Regions from separate parts of the Mus musculus genome. Here regions 2, 3, 4 and 5 are each linked to region 1. The links are chromatin contacts, called in public Hi-C and HiChIP or PLAC-seq maps. All regions are on one chromosome and are shown on one strand. The core of a region is the stretch at or near the end of the contact, and the rest is flanking DNA. Distances in the headings are between cores, read along the strand shown. Region 1 overlaps Cux1 (cut-like homeobox 1). Region 2 has its middle 9.1 kb from the start of Gm38722. Region 3 has its middle 16 kb from the start of Cux1. Region 4 holds the start of Cux1 (cut-like homeobox 1). Region 5 overlaps Cux1 (cut-like homeobox 1).

What was found. A called contact is a pair of places that touch in the nucleus more often than the background predicts. HiChIP or PLAC-seq counts read pairs in DNA pulled down with a chosen protein or histone mark.
Region 2: a Hi-C map of bone marrow-derived macrophages shows a contact between it and region 1, with 25 read pairs. The contact joins two enhancer-like sites. A contact is called at or near these places in 3 of 39 promoter capture datasets (the C10 cell line, cranial neural crest and hippocampal neurons), 9 of 484 Hi-C or Micro-C datasets (CD4 T cells, the STO cell line, adipose-derived mesenchymal stem cells and 5 more), 10 of 115 datasets of contacts at active chromatin or transcription factors (astrocytes, bone marrow-derived macrophages, craniofacial prominence and 7 more) and 1 of 9 other capture datasets (embryonic stem cells).
Region 3: a Hi-C map of bone marrow-derived macrophages shows a contact between it and region 1, with 22 read pairs. The contact joins two enhancer-like sites. A contact is called at or near these places in 4 of 484 Hi-C or Micro-C datasets (B cells, Th1 cells, bone marrow-derived macrophages and 1 more) and 1 of 115 datasets of contacts at active chromatin or transcription factors (embryonic basal ganglia).
Region 4: a contact with region 1 is called in an H3K4me3 HiChIP or PLAC-seq map of the 230-238 cell line, with 58 read pairs. The contact joins the promoter of Cux1 here to the enhancer-like site in region 1. A contact is called at or near these places in 13 of 39 promoter capture datasets (the 3T3-L1 cell line, the C10 cell line, HPC-7-derived erythroid cells and 9 more), 2 of 15 datasets of contacts at CTCF or cohesin (CD8 T cells and the NIH/3T3 cell line), 48 of 484 Hi-C or Micro-C datasets (the 3T3-L1 cell line, the AML12 cell line, B cells and 33 more), 35 of 115 datasets of contacts at active chromatin or transcription factors (the 230-238 cell line, DN3 thymocytes, the HPC-7 cell line and 26 more) and 4 of 9 other capture datasets (adipose tissue, bone marrow-derived macrophages, liver and 1 more).
Region 5: a contact with region 1 is called in a Hi-C map of bone marrow-derived macrophages, with 37 read pairs. The contact joins two enhancer-like sites. A contact is called at or near these places in 2 of 484 Hi-C or Micro-C datasets (bone marrow-derived macrophages and peritoneal macrophages), 2 of 115 datasets of contacts at active chromatin or transcription factors (the HPC-7 cell line and embryonic stem cells) and 1 of 9 other capture datasets (embryonic stem cells).

Annotation. Positions count from the first base shown.
Region 1 is chr5:136,395,635-136,398,207 of GRCm38.p6, reverse strand. The region is part of intron 3 of Cux1 (cut-like homeobox 1); the gene reads left to right. The region is part of intron 2 of Gm16599 (a long non-coding RNA gene); the gene reads right to left. Among named protein-coding and RNA genes, the nearest start is that of Gm16599, 4.0 kb to the right of the region's middle. Within about 2 kb of position 1,302, at least 67 of the 459 cell types and tissues checked have an H3K27ac peak or open chromatin away from gene starts, as enhancers often do. A contact at or near this core is called in the 230-238 cell line, B cells, the BV-2 cell line and 8 more, where this site is marked.
Region 2 is chr5:136,621,956-136,624,528 of GRCm38.p6, reverse strand. No RefSeq gene overlaps it. Among named protein-coding and RNA genes, the nearest start is that of Gm38722, 9.1 kb to the left of the region's middle. Within about 2 kb of position 1,273, at least 141 of the 459 cell types and tissues checked have an H3K27ac peak or open chromatin away from gene starts, as enhancers often do. A contact at or near this core is called in bone marrow-derived macrophages, where this site is marked.
Region 3 is chr5:136,582,582-136,585,154 of GRCm38.p6, reverse strand. No RefSeq gene overlaps it. Among named protein-coding and RNA genes, the nearest start is that of Cux1, 16 kb to the right of the region's middle. Within about 2 kb of position 1,289, at least 61 of the 459 cell types and tissues checked have an H3K27ac peak or open chromatin away from gene starts, as enhancers often do. A contact at or near this core is called in bone marrow-derived macrophages, where this site is marked.
Region 4 is chr5:136,566,186-136,568,758 of GRCm38.p6, reverse strand. Cux1 (cut-like homeobox 1) reads left to right here and starts at 1,269. Exons shown (of 23, transcript NM_001291234.1): 1 at 1,269-1,581. The coding sequence starts at 1,519.
Region 5 is chr5:136,530,585-136,533,157 of GRCm38.p6, reverse strand. All of the region lies in intron 1 of Cux1 (cut-like homeobox 1), which reads left to right. Among named protein-coding and RNA genes, the nearest start is that of Cux1, 36 kb to the left of the region's middle. Within about 2 kb of position 1,282, at least 73 of the 459 cell types and tissues checked have an H3K27ac peak or open chromatin away from gene starts, as enhancers often do. A contact at or near this core is called in bone marrow-derived macrophages, where this site is marked.

The sequences.
Region 1 (2,573 bases), core at 53-2,552:
CTGCACCTAGCCTGCTGCTGTACTGTGACCTGTCCTCTGCAGCTTACCTCTAAGTCTGCTTGAGCTTTAGGAAAATGGCAGGCAACTAATCCAGCATCCTCAACAGCGCTGCCTGCAGTCCCTTCCTGAAAATGGAAGTCGGTGGTAACTTAAGGGCCCTGCAAATGTCTTGAGAGGATGTTAATTATCAGTCTGACTCTCTGAGGGCTTCCTCCTCTGGCATGCCACACCTCTGCTGTGGCCATGCTCTTGCCCATTTCATTCTTTGTGGCTACATCCTCTTTCAGATTTTTACTAAAGCACACTTTCCTCATCCAAAGTGGGATGGCTTGGGCTGGCAAGGTGGCAAAGACAGGAATGGCATTTGCCAGCAAGCCTAATGACCTGAATTTGATCCTCAGAACCCACATAATAGAGGGAGAGAGCTGACTCCTGTATAGTATTCTCTGACCTCCACATTCAATAAACAAATGGAAAGGAAAGGAAAGGAAAGGAAAGGAAAGGAAAGGAAAGGAAAGGAAAGGAAAAAAAAAAAGAAAGGAAAGGAAAAAAAGAAAGGAAAGGAAAAGGAAAAGAAAGGAAAGGAAAGGAAAAAAGAAAGGAAAGGAAAAGGAAAAGGAAAGGAAAGGAAAGGAAAGGGGAAGGGGGAAAAGAGGTGGGGAGGGAAAGGGAAAAGGAAAAGAGACTTTTCTTTTGTAGCCCAGGCTGACTTTTAGTTCAACATGTCAGCAAGAATGATCTTGACTCCTGTTCCTTCTGCCTGCCAGTCCCAGATGCTGGGGTAGCAGGGGTGCCACCATGCCCAGGATCCTGGAAAAAGCTGTTCCTGCTACTGCTATGAAACACTGCTGTTATAGGTCGTTCATATAGAAACTAACTTGTTATCTCTATATATGTTTTGGGACTTATTTCAGCTGCACTGTCAACTTTGGAATAAAAGAGTCACGGCTCCCTAAGTTAAGCCAGCATCACACAGGGACTACTCTGGGAAGGTTACATTTCCCCCTTTGCACTAGCATAGTGCAATATTAAATACAGACAGTCTTCAACAGAGATCCCAACTGTCAAGTGTAAACACACTAGGCCTGTGGCTCCATGAGTACAACTCTTGCCTAGCATGCACAAAGCCATCACCCACAACTACTAAACTGAGTACAGAGGATCACACCTATGATCTCAGCATTCCTGCAGTGGAGGCAGGAGGCTCAAAAATCCAAGCACATACTTGCCTACATGTCAAATTCAAGGCCAGCCTGGGCTCTATGAGGCCTTGACTCAAAATGAGAAGACAGAAAGAGGAAATGTACAGTGGAAGTGTGTGGTCATGTTGCTGGAGGGAGATGGGGAGGCTCACTTGTAGAAAGCTGCCTAGGTGTGTGTGTGGTGGGAAAGTGTTTGCAGTGGCTGTAACAGCCCAAGGCTATCTTTACACCATGTCCCAAAAAACAGGTGCTCATGCGCAGGCAACCCTTTCCTTATTAACCAGCTTCAGAGTAATGTGATGACAGACTCCCAGACCATGAGCTTTCCTGCAGGTGAAAACCTTCCTCATTGAGTGTGGGTTTCCATTCTCAGAAAGAATATAGAAGCTGCAGCAAAAATCGTCCTTTTGGGATTGCCCAGAGGAGGCGAGTCAGCTCTGTAGCCTGGTAACAACAGTCTGATGCCCTATGCTGGTGGGAGTGGCCTCAATTTATAGGTAGAACTGAGCCCAGCCCCAGAGATCAGTAGAACATTCCAATGAGGCGCCTTCCAGGCTGAGTGGAAATTGCTTGGTACTCTCAGGAACAGGGAGTGACCGGGTGTGGCGGGGGTGGGGGGAGGTGTGGCTGTCAGGAGGTGAGTCCCAAACAGAAGAGGAAGCTCGTGGAGCTGGACAGTTTTTACAGGTGGCCGGAGCCTGTTGTTTTCATGATCCACCCTAGCCCTGCCATCACAGTAGTACCTCTGTCCTTTCCTCTTGTTCATTTTGCTATTGTGGGGTGGGAACAGTAGATAGAATGTCCACCTCAGGCTCATGTGAATACCAAGGGGCCATTAGGTATAACCTGGGAACCTGATTCCACACTCTCCCTTCATACCTCTCCCAAAGAGCTGCCATGTTCCTGTGTGCCACTGCCGAGGTACACAGTGACAGATAAGGATAGGTTCCTTTCTGTCTCCCTTTTTGAATGATAAAGGGTCTAGACAAAAGGACCATTCCTTTCATAGATACCTGCTGGCTTGCTCTTACAGGGAACAAAGTCAATGCCACTTGTTTTTCCTCTGTGTTAGGTCATTTGACTATGTTAGATCACTTGCTTGTTCAGCCCTGGCAGGTGACGTTTGTCATTTCTAGCTGCTGGCAGTTCTGGTCAAGCAGCCAGCCCCAAAGTTCTGGCACTTCCTCCCAACCCTGCTCTTCCCTAGAACTCTTCCAGCCAGAGGGAAGTCTGGACTGAAAGTGGAGGAAGTAGGCTTGGGCATAGATACTGCCTTGCCTGGATATGCCTGAGAAGGCTCATGTGAAAGCCTAGAAACTGAGTGGCAGCCGCTCACTGGCTGTGAGCAGTGAACAAGAGCAGCCACCACAG
Region 2 (2,573 bases), core at 24-2,523, 230 kb before region 1:
CAGAGGACAACCTGAAGAAGTTGGTTCTCTCCTCTCTCCTGTGGGTCCTGGAGAGCCAACCCAGGTCTTCACGTGTAGCAGAAAGTGCCTTTAGTAACTGAGCCATCTCCATAATCCTAAACTGCTTTCGAAACAGTGCTTGTACCCATAGACTAAGCTGAGCGGTGGTGGCAGACACCTTTAGTCCTAGCACTCGGGAGGCAGAGTCAGGCAGAGCTCTGAGTTCAAGGACAGCCTAGTCTACAGAGTGAGTTCCAGAACAGCCAGGGCTACACAGAGAAACCTTGTTTTGGGGGGACACACACAGACTAAGGAAGCCCTCAGCTTTGACCAGAGAAGGGCTTCTTGAATGGGCAGTGCTTGGGGGGGGGGGGAACTCAGCTGGTCCAAGGGGTGAGAACAGGTGGCTGCTGAATGCCCGGTCCCACCCAGCACGTTGTGTCACCATTCCAAGGCCCAGGGAACATCTGGAAAGAGGGAAGGGAGGAGCAGAATGGGGGTGAAGCATGTGGTGGGCTGTCAATGACTCTTGGTGTCATGAACACCTGGCTGTGACTGCTTACGGGGTGGGGGTATAAGAGAGGGGCATGAAGGTAGGAGAGAGGGGGAACGGGAAAGCAGGCTGTTGCAGAGGAAAGGGTAGTAAGGCGTTGGCTGATCACAGTGTCTTATGAAGCTGCCAAAAGGAAAAACATTTCCGAAAAGCCACTTCTGTTTTATCAGGAAAAAAGTTTCCCCCTTTTTCCTTGGACATGCTATCTTTTAAAGATTTTTTTAAAGTGACATCGTAATTCGTCACATGAACGGATTGGTGAATTTAACGTTAACTCCCATTCATATACTGCTGAAAATGTATCTTAGAAGGCAGACTTGCAATCCCAGCACTTGGGAGACTGAAGAAGGAAGGTGAAGTGTTCAAGGCCAGCCTCAGCTACATAAAAAGCCTGGGCTACATGAGGGTGAGGGGAAGGAGGAGGGGTAAAGAGAGAAAGATTGGGAAACTGAGGCTAAGGTGGTAGCTTTCCTTTCGGGTCATCAAGGCTCTTCGTGCGCCTGACAGGGGGCGCTCTTCCCCAACTCCCTAGCCTCCTCAGCCCGCGCCAGTCAGGGTCCCCCTAAGAAAACCTTGGAGCGATTTTCCTTTTGCGCGAACTCAGCGCCTCCTTCCAACCGCGAGGTCTCAAAGGTGAGCCTCGCACAAATGCCTTGCAGATGTTTCTCCTTCCAGATCGGCTACCGCGGCGCTGCGCGGCGCAGCTCCAGCAGCCGCGCGATCCTGCAGCGATCCGGACCGCATTTTCCTTTCCACCCTCCAACTTTTGCAAGCTGTAGTTATTTGATAATGATTTTTTTTTCAACCTCTCCCAATAATTGTTATCCTCCCCGCCCGGTACAGCTCAGGTGATGGGTGCAGACGGTAGACGCCTCCTCCTCTTCTCTGGCGCGCAGCCCGAGGCCCTGGAGTAAGGAGCCACAACCCAGCCAGCAGAGAAAGCCAAGGTTAAGCGCCCCGGGAGGACCCCAAACGGCCCCCCACGATGCTTTTCTTTGCACCCAATACCCTCCTGAAGCCAGGCCACCTCTCCCTAAGCCTACTCCGAGGTTGTGACTATCTTAGCTGGATGGGTGCCGCAGGCACATGGTTCTGCGGAATCCAACCCTTGGAGTATTGATTGAGGACCTACGGCATTCCCAAGTCCTGAGCAATGAGTTGACTCCCAAAAGCAATCCAGAATGATCCCTGCCTTTGGGGATGCCGGTTCATGAGAAAATCGGGGCTACCATCCTCACCTGGAAAGATGACAAGGCTTTCCCACAAGAGAAAAAGCTTCTCTTGCTCCCTAACTTTCCTTAGCTCCCATGGCCTCTGCAAAGGATCAAGGTCGGCCTGGATGAAAGCTTCCTTAATAAAAAAGGCTCCTCGGCCCGGCATGGTGGCACACGCCTTTAATCCTAGCACTCAGGAGGCAGAGGCAGGTGGATTTCTGAGTTTGAGGCCAGTCTGGTCTACAAAGTGAGTCCCAGGACAGCCAGGGCAATACAGAGAAACCCTGTCTCAAAAAAAAAAAAAAAAAAAAAAAAAAAAAAAAAAAAAAAGGCTCCTCTAAACACGTGGCAGAAAACAAGACCACCAAGGTGGGGCTGGATAGGTCCAAGCTCCCGAGATGAGAGTGGGACCATCCAGTAGAACTCCTATCTCCCCTCAAGACTGTGTATCTGGTCTGTTTAAGGCAAGGTTCACTCTGAAGCCCAGGCTGACCCCTGTCAGCCTGTCAGTTACATGTGTGTACCAGAAGATCATGCTCCTGGGTTTATTACTGTTTTGCTGTTGTTGTTTCTTTTCTGGTTAGAGGGTTCTTAAAATTTATTTGTTCATTTTGAGGGTTTAAAAACAAACAAACAAACAAGCAAAACAAACAAAAACAAAAGAGAAAGAAAAGAAAAGAAGAGAAAAGAAAAGATCACTTTAAGGGAGTAGGGGTAGGGAAAGCTTATGCCAAAGCCGGCCTGTGGAGGTCAGAGGACAAACTCTAGGAGTCAGTTCTTTCCTTCAACCACGTGGGTTCCTGGGA
Region 3 (2,573 bases), core at 40-2,539, 190 kb before region 1:
GACAGCTAGCCGGGAGGAGGCAGGAAGTTCCCGTCTGATTTCCACAGTGTTTTTGAAGTGCCGGCTGTCCTTTGGAGCTGCTTGCCTCCTGGATGGTTGTTGCAATCTTGGCCTCGGGACACAAAACAAGGAGCACTCAGTTGCCTGGTGGGATGTGAGGTGGTAGGTGGGAAGACTGGTTTATTAGGCTTCTGGGTCTTTGGACTTGGAGCAGCTTTGGTGAATCACTGGACCTCTGGGGAGTTGGGGAGGTGAGAGTCCAGAGGCTTAGGAATCTGGGAAAGACAAGTCCATTGCCATGGTTACAGCCAAGCCCAGTGCACCAAAGGGTGTGTGTATGGAGGAGGAGTCAGGACAAGACACTTCTGCTCAAACAAGGAGGGGAGGTTGTCCAGGAAGTCCACTTGAACCTCTGTGATTTACTCTTAACTTACAGGATATTAAAGGGACCTTGACTCAGAGCCCTCTAGCCAGACTGAAAACTACCTATGACCTGAAAAGGCTTTTTCATGAGTGACAAAACTAGCTTACCAGCAGTTTCCCCTGAGGTCAAAAAAGCTGCAGGCTTCTGTTGATTTCATCACCATCCATGAAGGCAGGTGTGTGCGGTCACTTCAGGCCTCTCTGCTCCTTCTTTGTGAGTGGATTGAGAGAGGTGAGAATAGGCAAGAGCCCTGTTCTCATCTAGGAGGCATCTTTTTCTTTTGTCTTCTTCTTCTTTTTTTTTTTTAATTAGGTATTTTCCTCATTTACATTTCCAATGCTATCCCAAAAGTCCCCCATACCCACCCCACCCCCACCCCCTTTTGTCTTCTTAATGTTACTCAGGATGGAACCTAGGGCCGCCCATACAGGATAAGCAAGCATTCTTCCACACACCAGAGAACTATAGGCAGGAGCTCTACCACTGAGCCACGCCCCCAGTCCCTCCCTGGGGGATTCTAGGCAGGTGCTCTACCACTGAGCCACGTCCCCAGCCCCTCCCTGGAGGATTCTAGGCAGGGGCTCTACCACTGAGCCACACCCTACCACTGAACCAGACCCTCAGCCCCATCACTGGGGAAGGGGTTCTAGGCAGGAGAGTGGAGAGTCCTAGACCAGCCTAGGCTATCTCACAAGACCTTGTCTCAAAACACAAAAGTCTGAGCTATGACTATTGTAAGACACATTTGGCCTAGTGAACAAAATTAATTGTTGCTATGACAAAAATTAGGCACAATTAGTGAGCAGACATACTGAAGGAAGGGTGTGGCCAAAGATCCCTTCAGGAATGAGGAAGAAGAAGCAAAACCGAAACTGGCTGAGAGCCAGACAAAGTGGCACTTGCTTGTAATCTCAGCACTCAGGAGGTGGATGCAGGAGGATCAGGAGTGGAGTGTCAGCATGAGTTACAGGAGACCCTATCTCAAACAAGAGTGTCTTGTGCCAGGCCTAAAGCTTTCAGTATAGTAAGTAACTTAATTAATCCTAGCAAAAATCCCACAGGGTCCTTTTGATAATTATGAGGAGGCAGAAGCTGTTTTGTTTTGTTTTATTTTGTTTTGTTTTGTTTTTGACAAGGTCTCATATACTTCAGGGTAGTCTTAAATGCTCTATACAGACAGGATAACCACAACCTCTGTTTAAAAATTAAATTCTTATTTCTGTGGATGCACATGTGTTTGTGAGTATGTGCATCTAAGTGCAGGTTCCTGTGATGGCCAGAGAGGGCGCTGGATCCCTAGGAGCTAGAGTGTAGGTTACTGTGAACAATCTTATAGGAGTATTGGCAACTAAACTGAGATTTTCGCCCAGAGTAAGTGTGCTTAATTGCTGAGCCACCTCTATAGCTTCTGACCTTGAACTCTGGATCATCCTGCCTCTACCCCTGAGTGCTGGGATTATAGACATGCACCATGCTAGGTTTATGCATGTTGTAGATGGAACCAAGGCTTTATTTATGCCTGCTGGGTAAGCAATCTACCAACTAATGCATGGCCGCCCCCACCCCACCCCTTTCTTTTTTATCCCAACATTGGGAATTAAACCTGGGATATTGCATACACTAAGTAAGCTTGATCTATCACTGTGCTACATCCCTAGCCTAGAAACTGTATGCTTTATTTTATATCTATATTCCAGGTGTAGTTGCACACATATTTAATCCTAAGCATTGTGAGGCAGAGGCAGGCTATGAGTTCAAGGTCAACCTGGTCTACATAGCTAGTTCCAGGCCAGCCAGAGCCTCATAGCAAGAGACCCCCAAACATATCAAAACCCTTTACATATTTTTTCCTTTAACTATATTTTATACATATGAGTGTTTTGCCTGTACAAATGTTTATTCACCACATTTGAGTAGTGCCCTTGAAGGCTAGGATGAGGTGTTAGAGCCACTGGGACTGGAGTTACAGACAATTATGAGCCACCAATACGGGTGCTGGGAAATGAAACGGGTCATCAGGAAGAATAACCACTGAGCCACCTCTCCATCCCCCGAGACTGTTCTTAGCTCTTCACTGTTTCACCATCAGTATGGGAAGAGCAGTTTATGTTAAGTTAGTACTGAGGACACTGAGGTAGACCGGTTAGTA
Region 4 (2,573 bases), core at 20-2,519, 170 kb before region 1:
GACCCGGGAACACTTGTATTCTTTAAATCTCGGGGGGACTTTCATTTCCAACCTCGTTCTCCAAAAATATCGATCTCACCGCAACCGAATAACGCTAAGCCCTCAAACTTGGCTCAGAGAGCAATTATTTTCTACTGTCATGTTTGGTGTTCCATACAGACGTTATTTACATATAATTTTCAAGATTAAGGAATTTAGGGATTTGTCTTAACTAATTACACGTTCACCGAAGTGCAGCAAAGTGAAAACACTGTGTTCCTACTGTAAACGCAAACTCTCTGGTGTGAATAAATCCATTAAAGATGACGATCCTGAAACGCGTGCTTTGGGTCTAGAAGGAAATGTAAAGAGAACTTCCTTCCCCCCACTCCCGGTTTAAATGTGAGCGTTTTTGTTTTTTTTTTTTTTTCTTCTTCAAAACTTAGGAACGAGCGCTCAGTTTCAAGTGCACTGCACGCTCTCAAACTTTCTGCCTGCAAAGACGGAGGCGCGGAGTTGTGTGAACCCCAGAGGAAGTTTCTGGGGTTGTGTCGCAGAAGCATGGTTGGGACAGAGTTGTGCTCCAAGACTTGCCCCAGTCCTGGCGGACGCTGGAGCGGCTCTGAAGGGTGGGGAGGCCGTCGCCACTCGCTGATGTGTCCCGGTGCAAGTTGGGGATTGCAACGGAATGTGTAGGACGTGAATGGGAGTCGCGGCGGCAGCAGCCGCAGGCTCCAAGGCTTGGTGGTCAACCCCCTCCGCCCCCTTTACCACGACACAATTGCACTTCCTTGAATATGAAACACTGTTCACGACCGCTGTGGTCTGGAGGTCCCCCAGCTGGAGCGCATAGGGGAGCGGAGTGAGGTCACCCGCAGCCCCGGCGCGCGGGCTGGCCGGTGGGGTCCCGACCGCCGGCTGTGCAGGTGGGCTCCGCTCGCTCCACCGCGCGCACCGTGCGAAAGAGCGCAGCGCCCGCGCCCCGCTGCCGCAGCGCAGCCCACTGTCCTCAGGCGCGCAGAGCGAGGGGCACCTTATCCTAAAGCGCTGGCCACCGGCGACCGCGACCTTCCCGGGGGCGGGGGTGTTGGGGAGGGAGGGCGCCCTTTAGGTGAGCTGCGGGGTCCGGAGGAGACCCCGCAGCGCCCCCTCGAGGCCGGGCCGCCGTAGGGTCGCAGCGCGGCCTGGGAGGGGGGCTTGTGGCGGGGCGCGCGGGAAAAAGGGTGAGGGGTCGCGAGGGCCCCGGATGCCCGCGCTCGGGCTGTGGAGAGAGAGCGCGGCGCGCGCGCGTCAAGGCTGCCGCCGCCGCCGCCGCCGCGTTTCCCTCAGGCTTCGGACTCCATGGCTGAGGCGGTGGCGGCGGCGGCGGCGGCAGCGGCGGCGGCGCCGTGAGGAGGAAGGAGTCCGCGTCCGCGGTGGCTGAGGCGGCGGCCGGCTCCAGGCCGGGTTTTGGCGCCCGCCCGCCTGCTGCCTCCTGGCGGCTCCTGAACTCCAGCCCCCTCTCTATCAGCCTCTCACTCCGTCTCAATATGTCTCAAGATGGCGGCCAATGTGGGATCGATGTTTCAATATTGGAAGCGCTTTGATTTACAGCAGCTGCAGGTCAGGCTTCTCGGCGCTCGGCCTCGCGCCCGGGGGGTGAGGGCTGCGGGCGGTCGCGGCCTCCCTCAGGAAGGAGGGTGACACTCCGGGCTGCCAGGGCCCTGGCGGGGGTGCTGAGGCGACGGGGGAAAGCAGGAGGGGGGTGCCGGGAGAAGAGCGGGGCCGAGTCGGCGGCGAGTCCCTCGGGCTCCCCGGCTCTCATTGATCACTCGGCTTGATCAGAAATTGATCCTCTTTGTTCAATTCATCGATCAGCCCAAGATGGCGCCGGAGCCGCCAGCCGCCACCAACATCTTTGCCCCCCGGTGTCTGCCCCCTTCAACCCCGGAGGGTGTCTTCCTCCCCACCATCATCGCCATCATCATCCTCATCGTCCTCTCCGCCGCCGCCGCCTACCCCGCGCGCTGTCGTTGTCGCGGGACCCTGGTGGAGAGGAGGGGGGAGCGGCGGTCCCCCCCCCCCACGGGGGCTCAGTGGGAACTCGCGCGCGCTAAAGAGGGGGACGCGCCACGGGGTGGCTCTGGAGGGGTGGCAGGGCTGCAAAGAAGGGGAGCTGCGGGACGCTAGTCCCCCTCGCGCCAGTCACGTCCTTCCTTCCCCCCGGCTCAGCCCCGTCGTATTCCCGGGGAAAGTTTGTGGGGAGTTGCTGGTGGGGGGTGAAGCGCCTGTCTCTCTCTCTCTCTCTCTTTCCTCTGTCTCCTGGAGGAGAGAGTCGCGGACCGCCGCCGCCGCCGCCGCCACTGCCCCGCCGGCGCGGCGGAGCTGGAGCTGGTGGCGCTGTGGTGCCGCCGGCTCCGGGGGAGGGTCAGATCGGCCACCGGCGGCTGGCGGCGGTGGCGGCGACGGCCAGGCTGGCGGGTGGCCCCTTGTCGTGAAGACGGCGGGTGGCTTGGAGCTCCTGGCTGCTCCTTGATCGTTCCCCTTGGGCCCAGCTGCCACCATTCCTCTTTCCACTACTCCCGTAAGGGATTGTCAACCGGTGTCGCCCCGGC
Region 5 (2,573 bases), core at 33-2,532, 130 kb before region 1:
CAAAGACTCCCCTGCAGACAGACAACATTGCTGTTGGTATTGTAGAAGATAATTTAGAAAGAAAAAATTTCCTTGGAAAGATTTCAAATGTATGCAAGATTAGAGCCATGAACCCCTCTGCTGTTCCCTTCTTTTTATTGGCTCATAGCAGTCCAGTCACATTTGTAGCCCCAGTCCTGGACTTTGAAAAGGGCATCACAGTATTCATAAATATTTAAACATGTATCTTCTTGTTGCTGCCATGATGGGGACAGAATAAGGGTTGTACTTGGTAGGTACTGCTCTATCACTCAGCCCCCGCCCTGCAAGCTTTTAGTTTTCTTCATTGACAGCCTGGCAACCTGCACAGACTCTTCTTGACTTGGGCATCTTGTGTCTTAGACTGAGAGGGATTCTGACTGATGCTAACTGTGGACATAGTCACCTGGCCTCATGCATAGAGGAGGCAGGGGATAGTGTCAGCGGTGTTGCTCATCCCTGCTGGCAGTGAAGCTTGGGATGTTTTCCTTTGGCAGTGACCACCTTCATTATTTGTTTGTTTTAGAAATAGGGTCTCACGTAGCCCAGGCTGGCTTTTAATTTGCTATGTAGCTAAGGATGTTCTTAAGCTTCTGATCTTCCTGCCACCACCTCCCATGTGCTGGAATTATTGGCATATGCCCTGATATCCAGTTTATGAGATACTGGGGACAGAATCCAGGGTTTTGTACATGCTAGGCAAGCACTTTATTGAGCCACTCCCCCAGTTTGCCACCTTGGTTATTGAACATGTGATATGCTTCAGGTCATATCCCTGGTCCCCACTGTGGTGTCTATGTGGCTCATGCTGATCATCTGAAACAATACTGCACAATAGTCACTTCTCTGAGGAACAGAATCTATGACGGGGAAGATCTCTTTCCACATTTAGCTGCCTAGCTATGAAGAGCCAGTAACAGGTGTTGGATTTGCAATCCATTGCCACCCCAAACTTGTGGAAATGTAGTCATCTGAGTGTAATAAGCTGCCAGGCACACTCAGCTGTTTATTGGTGGTAGTTGTATCCCCAAGGCATAGTACTCTGGCAGGGTAGGATGTTGTCCCTGGCCTTGAGACCAGCCTGGCTAGGTAAGTGGAAGGCTGGGGGCTCTTGTTGTAGAAGCAGGGTGAAGTGGGACTGGGCAGAGAGCAAGTCCACACCAGTCCTAATTTGCTGGTAGTTCTGCTAGGCCTTGAAGCATGTGGGAGATTTTTCACATGCCTGGACTGGCTGGTGGCTTGTGTCAATCACCAGAGCAGTAATCTCCGTTACCAGTGTGAGTCATTTCCTTGGGACTTTTCCTCTAACTCTGGATTCATGCTAGCTGTTCACATCACTTGGCCATATGCTAGCCAACTTTCTAGGCTTTGGGGTGCATGATGAGGACAGTCAGGATAACTCTTGCTGTCACTGCTTAAATTCTGTGTGTGTGTGTGTGTGTGTGTGTGTGGCTGGTTGGAGGTCAATCTTAGGTGTCTTCCACAGTTACTCTCTCTACTTTTTGAGAAGGGGTCTTTCACTCCCCCCCCCCTTTTTTGAGACAATCATATTATGTAGCTTCAGCTAGCCTGGAATTCACTCTGTACAGTAGGCTGTCCTGGAATTTGGAGAGAGTTGCCTACCATTGCCTCTTGAATGTTGGTATTAAAGGCATGCTATAGCACACCTGACCATTTTTCCATGGAATCCATTGATTCAGCTATGGTGGCTGGCCAGTGAGCATGAGTAGTACTTCTGTTTCTGCCCTCTCAGCACTGAGACTGCAAGCATGTGCCACTATACTTGACTTAAAAAAATTTAATGTGGGTTCTGGGGAATCAAACTTATGTCCTCATGCTTGCACTGAGCTATCTCCACAACCCCAAGTTCTAGAAGGGTTATAGGGTGAACTAAGCTATGCTGTGGATGAAATGTGTGCTCTGTTAAGCACCCTTTGCTCTTGAGACTAGGCTGTGTGTGTGTACCTGGCCTTCCAGCCACTAATTGCCCTTCAGCTGGGCATCCTGCCCATGCAATGGTATCCATTCAGGCCCAGGCGGTACTGGAGAAGGCAGAACACAGCCTCTCAGCCTCAGAATAACTCCTTTCCTTCTTTACACTGGCCTGTGAAAGGGCATGGCTTGCCTTTGCCTGAGTGGTTAGTGACCTGATTTACATGAGAGGCCAGGCTTAATCCTGGTGTGATGCCCACCTACATATTGCCAGGCTATGTTCACCAGGCTGAAGGTAAGGGCATCGAGTGGATTTTTCTACAATTACAAGCCCTCTATGTGTGCTGAGAAAGAAATATCACACCTGAGGTTCCCAGCTCCAAAGGCATGATGACAAGTGAAGTTTGGACAATTTGGATCAGAATATTTATTTTCTGTGTCTGTCTAATTCTTTTAAGAGCTGGGGATAGAGATGCCTTGCTCATGCTAGGCAAGGGTTTTACCACAGAGCTACACCTCTAGCACTTTGTCTTATACTTCTGTTATAAGAGATTTTAAATGCACACCCGAGTGGCAGAGTGTAGTAAGTTCTTCTGTGCTCACTATACAGCCTCAGTATTTCC